Linked DNA regions of Gossypium hirsutum: region 2 is linked to region 1. Evidence: chromatin contacts called from public Hi-C data. All regions are on one chromosome and are shown on one strand. The core of a region is the stretch at or near the end of the contact, and the rest is flanking DNA. Distances in the headings are between cores, read along the strand shown.

Region 1 (3,704 bases), core at 1,026-3,525:
ATAGGAAAGCCATTAGGGCCTGACACCTTTGTAGGTGCCATCTCTTTCAAAGCTACAAAAATCTCTTCTTTTTCATATTGGGCTAACAAACCCTTATTCATTTCCTGAGATACACCCCTTCACCTCATTCAAAATATGATTAGAGTTTCTCGAACCCTACGAGGTAAACAATTCCATAAAATACTCCATAACAATCTTACTTATCTCACCTTCGTCGCTGTGTATTTAACCATCTCCCCGATCCAAAGCTTTTAATCTATTTCTCCTCTTCTTTTGGGATGCCACACGATAAAAAAAGCTCGTATTTTTATCTCCTACTTAAACCAATTCACACATGCCATTTGCTTCTAGTACATCTCTTTCTTTTCTAATTTAAAATTTAAGTCCGCCTTACTATCTAAAAAGTTTAAAATGTTATCCTCGTCCCTTTTTCCCAAATTCAGCTCCTCAATCCTTTCAAAAAGGTGCCTCACCCTTCTCCCCTTATCCCATTTAATTCTGTTCACCCATGTTTGTAGGCCCATCCTAAAAAATTCAAGCCTTTGAGGAACATCCCCCTACTATGATCCTAAAGTCGATGGATTTCAGCCTTGCACGAATCCTCTAATGTCCAAGCTGATTCAAACCGGAACCCAGAATTCCTAGGACGCCTCTCTCCTTTATCCGTACACAACAAAAGAGGACAATATTAGAGAAAAAATGAGGTAAATGACGAACAACAACATTAGGAAAATTTATCCACCATGCTGATTTCGCCACACCCCTATCTAGTTTTTCCCTAATGTTGTTATGTGATAAAATTCCTTGCTCCCATGTAAACCAAGGTCCTTCAAAACCTAAATCCTCCAATTGACAATCTGACAACATTCGCTGAAACTCCTCCATTCTTTTTTCATTACGTAATGCTCCCACTTTCTTTTCATAAGAATAAATGATCTCATTGAAATCCCCACATACTAACCACGACAAGCTTTGATCCTTATCTAAATCCTGAAGAAGGCGCCAAGATTCATTTCGATTCCTCGACTCAGGAGATCCATAAAATCCTGTCATCTTCCACTTATTATCATCATTCGCCCCCCATATAGGCACATCAACATGATTTTTGAGAAACTCCGTAAGTGTACTTCCACCTCAGCTTTCTAACCCAAACAAAGTCCTCCACTCGTACCCTCCACAAGAACGTCAATACCATACACAAAACCCCCTTCTTCGATACACAATTTCCATTTTTCCCAAATCAAACTTTGTCTCCATGAAGAAGGCAACTTGGGGTTTATGAAGCTTCAATATTTGTTGCAGTCTCCTTGTTGCTCGTGGAATCCCCAATCCACAAACATTCCAACACAAGAGCTTCATTGCTTCCGGTCAACCTGTCCCTTGGTGGTCACCAATAAAATTGCTTGGTAAGCCTGTAGACGCTCACCCCTTTTCTCTTCAGAATCTAAGATCTCAAAAAATCTATCAGAAAAAAACATTCATTCTTTGTCATTGTTTTTCCATCCATCTCTCCAATCGGATCATTCTCCAAGTCATGTAACATCGGATCTGAAACCAATCTCGAAGGAGTACTCTCTTCCTATCCAAAACCAACCATCAATTTTTCATCAAGTTTAACCCCCAAAACACGATTTATACTATTGAGTGCATTAGAACCCTCAGTCTCTATACAACTATTCCTTAACCAGACATTTTTAGTTACCGCTGCACGTCGTGCTAGAGGAGCTCGTAAGACATGTCCCATCCCAACTCTAACAAATTCTCATCCACTCGTAGCTGAATCGGGCAAGAACTGTCATTATGACCCAAACACCCATACAAGAAACATAACATAATAAGCTTTTCATATCTAAAACGAGCGTAGGAAAAAAAATTGGGAGACACTTGGATTTTTTTCCTCCTCCGTAAGGGAGATCTGACACCAAGTAGCTCCCTAATATGCATAAAAAGCTGATTGCCTCGACTTAGTTGTTGTCAATCATATTCCTCAAAGACCCCAATAAAGTTTTCCAACTATTTTGCAACTGTCTCCGAATAAAACCTAGGGGGCAAATCATGGACTTGTACCCAGAAATGAGTGAAAAACAGAGGAACCAACATCGGGTCCTCCATCTCCTTCAACCTATGAAAAATCAGCAAATGATTATTGGAAGTTTAAGGTGCTCCTCTTATTACCCGTTCAAGATCTACCTTATGAAAAAAACAAAATAAAAAATCTCTTTCCCCCTAGATTTGAGATCTCAATTCCTCCTAAAGGGTGCCAGAGATTTGCCAGAGTCTTTCGCATAGCCTAAAATTGAACCACGCTTGCAATGAGAAAACGTCCCACTAAACATAGATCATACTACCTATTTTTTTCCTTCAAAAATTCCCCGAAATTGTAATACTTCCTCATCCATCCCATCCGAAATACGCAGCCTGTCTAGCTCCGTTTCCATCCGCAAAGACAAAACAAGACGAACAGCCTCGAAAAGAAACAAATAAACCCCTAGATCTGTCAACGTAATTTAAAAACCCAAAAGCAAAAAAATAAAACTCTATTTTAGAGACGTGGAAAAGAGCAGACTTTTTTTCCTTTTTGCTCTGTTTTTTGTTTGGTTTGTTAAAGGATAATTTTAATAGCCAAAGTCAAATTCTATATGCAGTGAGGGTAAAGATCATTAAGGAATTAGCTTGAGATTCCTATCTATATGCAATTATTTGTTGGTCCTCTTTTTTGACATAGGATTCTTTCGTGATTCCTAACATTGAAAAATGTAGATAATTTTATGAAATTAGACATTAATGATAAAACAATTATTCTTATTCCATAGAAATGAGAGGTCATGTGGGGTCTTTTGTAGAACAACAAATAGCAGGCCAATTGGGAATTGAAATGGATAATTCCATAATGCACCATCTCTTACAGTTGTTTTCAAGTTAGGTACACAAATACGTCAAACAAGAAAAGAATATATGTGTGTGAATCTGTCAATTTCCCTTCAAACCCAAAATACTTTTGAATTCTGATATTTAATAAGAAAAGAAGTCTTAATCGTTGGTACTAGTGGTTGTGCTTTAACCCTTTTTTCTTGGGTAGGATTGATTTTATTTTCCTAATTAGAATCCCCTTTCCGTTTGTTTGGATTCCTGCAGTATATTTGCAAACATCAGCCAAAGATTTTCTTAGGGTTCTCCACCAATTCATAACCATTCTCCTTGTTTCGTCTCTTGGGTAGGATGGTTGGTTGGTAGGATTAAAATTTAATGAAAAATAATAGCTTTAATTGTACAATTAAAACTAAGGATTATTATATGGAATACTAAGGTTGAAAAAGTAAAATATGTCTCATTTATTTATTTTAAACATCAATTAATGGTACAAGATTGTAGTTGTTGGAATCTAATTTGTTGAATTAGGAATCAATTAGTATATTAGTTCAAACAAAGGGATTGAACTTGTTGAAATATAGATCGCTCTAAACTAATTGAACTGAGATAAAAAAAATTGGTTGAATTGACCGCTGAACTGACTAATCTCGTCTTTAAAATTTTCAATAACTTTTTTTTTAATTTTATGATGTTAAATAATTTATTTAATTGAAACATGGTCAACGGTTAAATCGATTAGATTAAAAACTAATGAACTAACCAATTCAACCATAAATCTAATTTCAAAAATCATATACATAATAACTTTTAACTTCACTTATAAAATTAAAAAA
Region 2 (3,884 bases), core at 1,311-3,810, 130 kb before region 1:
CAATTTCGATTAACTTTAACATGTTTTTACTAAGTGGAGGTTCTATCGTAAGACGCATTCATTTATGCAATTGATTTCCAAGATTATCAAAATCTAGAATATTTTGAAAATTGAAGGAGATTGTTAGAACATTTTCAAAATATATCGTTTCATTATTAACCAAAAGTTATCATATTTCATAATTATGAGTAATGTCTCTTGAATTCAAAAATTATATCACTTGATTATTAACAATGAATCATGATTATTAAATGAGATCTATATTGAATTATTATGTTTATTGTTAAAAGATGTGATTATCCGTTTAGATATTTGTATTTCTGCGAAAAGACATGAGAACTCCTATAAATAGGAGTCAAATTTTATTTGTTTGACACATCAAATTTTTTTTTTCTATTCTCTTACAGACTAAAATAATATAAGTGGGGGCGAATAGAACCTTAAAGTGGCTTTAATACATGCTTTGAAGCCTTCGTTAATTTCTTATAAGTTTATTTTTATCCTAAAGAACCAACATTTCAAATCATGCATGCACCATTTAAGGGTTGAACTTACAGGATTCAAAGTCTGAGGCACGCAAAATACGGCTTTTAGTTCCGCGTGATTTATGATGTACTTGACAGCATCTGGACCTGCAGAGAAACATGATTTTCGACATAGCATCTTAGCAGTAGGCCAAGTTGGACAAACATTAATCGAAAAGGAAAGCATTTGGGGCAGTGGCAAACCTAGAGTGTCATATAAAGGAACTGATATAAGGGAATACGCAGAGCAAGCATGATCAGCAATGATCCATTCTGGTCTATTGATGAAATATAATCCAATACAAGAGCCCTGTCATTATAAAAGCAAAACTTGAGGTGTTAGTGTCGGATACAGATATGTTCAGATTTTTTTATGTTTTTTCATGTGTGTCAAAGGTCAGAGAGAGATACTTCAAGAAATGATGAACGAGTTTGACTGACAGAGTGATGCACATATGTTCACCTGGTAATATAAACATATAATTATTACTGAAAAACCACTCTACCTTTAGTATTCCATGATGTATTAGGCCGCAACCAATGGCTGTTCGAGCTGTTGCAGCTTCTCGGTATGTCATCCACTTATACCTTGATGAATAGAACATAAAAATGAAAGGCAGTGAATGAACTTTGACAACAAAATGTGACCTTCATTTTGTCAAAAGGAAACATACTCTCCAACCGTTCCATCGACTCGAATTCTTGTACCGAGATAATTGTTATCTCCGAAGAAATCAACGGTGAGTCTAAATAATAAAAAAAATCAGTAAGTGAAGAAACCATCGGATGTACTTCAAAATGAAATTGATGATAAAGCATTGATGCATTGGACAATAGCCACACACTATCTAAAAGAAGATGCTTACAAAAAATTGTCGTGCAATGTACCAATATCAGGATGATCGGGAAATCGCGATACTAGCTTCAACGGAGAGCGAGCAGATCTGCCATAAGGCATAAAGTTGAAAAATAAGACAACAGCCGAACAAAGATGGGATAAGGCAGAGACCAAAAAGAAGAATAAAGGATAGTAGCAGAGTGTTACCTGTATACATTCCATTTTCCTGTCTGCAATTTCTCTGGCAGCACAACACTGTAATTCTGTTCTGCTCAAAGATCAATTTCAATATCAATATGAACATATGTTAGTTAATCACAGAAAAAATTAGCAATAGATGGCAGCTTCTGAATGATAAATCAGATGAATTGGCTATCAGCTGCTAACATCTCTTCCTCTGCCTCAAAATACATGGTCACTTCCTACAAACAAGCTCATTTTCACATAAACATGCAACCATTACTTCAAATTCAAACTCAAACTATTGTTTTACCCTCTAGAATTAGTTCAAGAAAGACACCAGTAACCCTTCAAACCAATTATTATTTCCCCTGCGACCGATCTGCAACAATGATCGAAATACTTATGATACAAATTAAATCCAACCAAAATACTTATTGGTCTCTATCTGAAATACGGTCCTCAAAATTCTACGATCGAAAGGTCTTAATGAACTGTCAAGTTTATGCTTCTTATGCATAATTGCCAGATTTTATTTTAAGAAGAATCTTTTCCAGTTTCTACATCATAATAAGATAGACCAATGAAAAAAGAACAATCAATCAAGACCATCCCAGACCCAGGATATACATTTATAGTACTGATAAAAAGATGTTACTTTTTTAATGGAAGGGAATATTAAGCCTAAAGCAACCTCCCAAAGCAGAGAAAGCAATTTTCATCTGAAACGTACCAGAGAGGAACTCAGCAGCGGTTGGGGAAGAGCGGAGGTGGGAATGAGAAAAGGCGGATTCAACGGCTGAAACAAGGTGGGCATGAATGGTGTTAAGTCGACGTTGAGCTGTGGTGGAATCCATTGAGGTGAATTCTTTCCCTTTTTGGTTCCCGTTTTCTGGTATGGCGCGTTTGGATTTTAATGATGACATTATAAGAGTTCGTTACGGTTTTTAGATAAGAGCTATCCTTTTGCGTTTCCTACTTATCGATCTGAAACGGAATGAAAGAAAGATGACTCAAATGAATAAAGAATGGAAAGGGACAATTTTGTCTTTATATTGCGTCTAATTTTCATCATCTAGATTTATCACTAACCAAGTTCTAACTCAGTTGTAACATATTTTAATGATTATGTCTTCTAGTAGTGAAAAGGCGACACCCATAGTATCAGCTAGCAGCAAGTCAAGAATACATTGTGGCAGCCGATCAAACACACAAAGCCCCAATCAATCGGCAACAGAATTCTTCTCCCTTGGTACTACTCAAGAGTCCATGGCCACTCGCTACCCAAGGCATCCTAATTAGCTTCAACCAAAGAGACATTTAATTTTGTTTACAAAGATGTTATTTCTTTTCACTTACATTATAATTGTGTTACAATATAGTGATTATTATTATCTTCATTCATATCATAATTGCATTCATGATTCTTATTTTCGATACTTGAATCTAAAACATTATTAACAAAAAAAAAACATAACATTTTAATTTTATTATTGAATATAACAAAATATAACAAACTTATAGATAAATGCTACCAACTTTATTTAAATATAATTAGATACTATTTATAATATTATATTTTTTCTCTCACAAAATCTTAAAATTTAAATCTTTAAACTCTAGAAATAATAAAATAATGATTATAATTAACATTTAATTCTATTTAAATAAAATTATTAGCATTTATAATTCTTTCACTTTTTTTTATTTAATTCAATGATGCAGTTATGTTTTAGAATTTTGTTCATTAATAGCACATTAGATTTATGTAGTAATGATGCATCAAATATTATTCTTTTAATATAATAAATTTATTTATACAAATTTTAATATATATTTATTGTATCTATATTATCATTTAAACTCTTAATTAAGTTGGTATCATGAATTAACTTAAAATATCAACTTAATTAAAATATAACTAAAAATAATCTTACTTTTCACAAAATAAAATACATTATTATGAAAGTATTTTTTTATTTTTATATAAAAACTAATATATGGTAATATTTGACCATAAAAATACTTAAATTTTAAATCTTCAATTTTACAATTTTAACCAACTTTGGATACTTTTTAAATAGTATTTTACATAGTTTTATAAAAATCATGTCAAATGTCCCAGTTGTCAGTTATTTATTGCATGTTTGGTGTCAGCACTATAAATGCTTCTTGTCTTCACGTCCAAATGTTGATAAGTAGAAAGCTTGTGAACTTGGCTTCCTTTTTAGTGTCCATGTTTAATTTTCATTCAAGTTAGGTTGGCGTGATAAAGGTTTAATTTCGTCCTTAATCTTTGCGTTTGCTGTTATAAGAGGAATTTTACTCTGAAACTAGTTAGC

The links. A called contact is a pair of places that touch in the nucleus more often than the background predicts.
Region 2: a contact with region 1 is called in a Hi-C map of leaf, with 2.9 times the contacts expected there. The contact joins the promoter of LOC107891929 here to the enhancer-like site in region 1. A contact is called at or near these places in 5 of 34 Hi-C or Micro-C datasets (anther, leaf and petal).

Annotation. Positions count from the first base shown.
Region 1 is chrD09:28,873,967-28,877,670 of Gossypium_hirsutum_v2.1, reverse strand. No RefSeq gene overlaps it. Among protein-coding and RNA genes, the nearest start is that of LOC107891928, 15 kb to the left of the region's middle. Within about 2 kb of position 2,275, at least 8 of the 9 cell types and tissues checked have an H3K27ac peak or open chromatin away from gene starts, as enhancers often do. A contact at or near this core is called in leaf, where this site is marked.
Region 2 is chrD09:29,008,613-29,012,496 of Gossypium_hirsutum_v2.1, reverse strand. It overlaps LOC107891929 (long chain acyl-CoA synthetase 6, peroxisomal), which reads right to left and starts at 2,560. Exons shown (of 23, transcript XM_041100274.1): 1 at 2,276-2,560; 2 at 1,570-1,630; 3 at 1,391-1,468; 4 at 1,199-1,270; 5 at 1,031-1,112; 6 at 729-834; 7 at 556-632. The coding sequence starts at 2,468.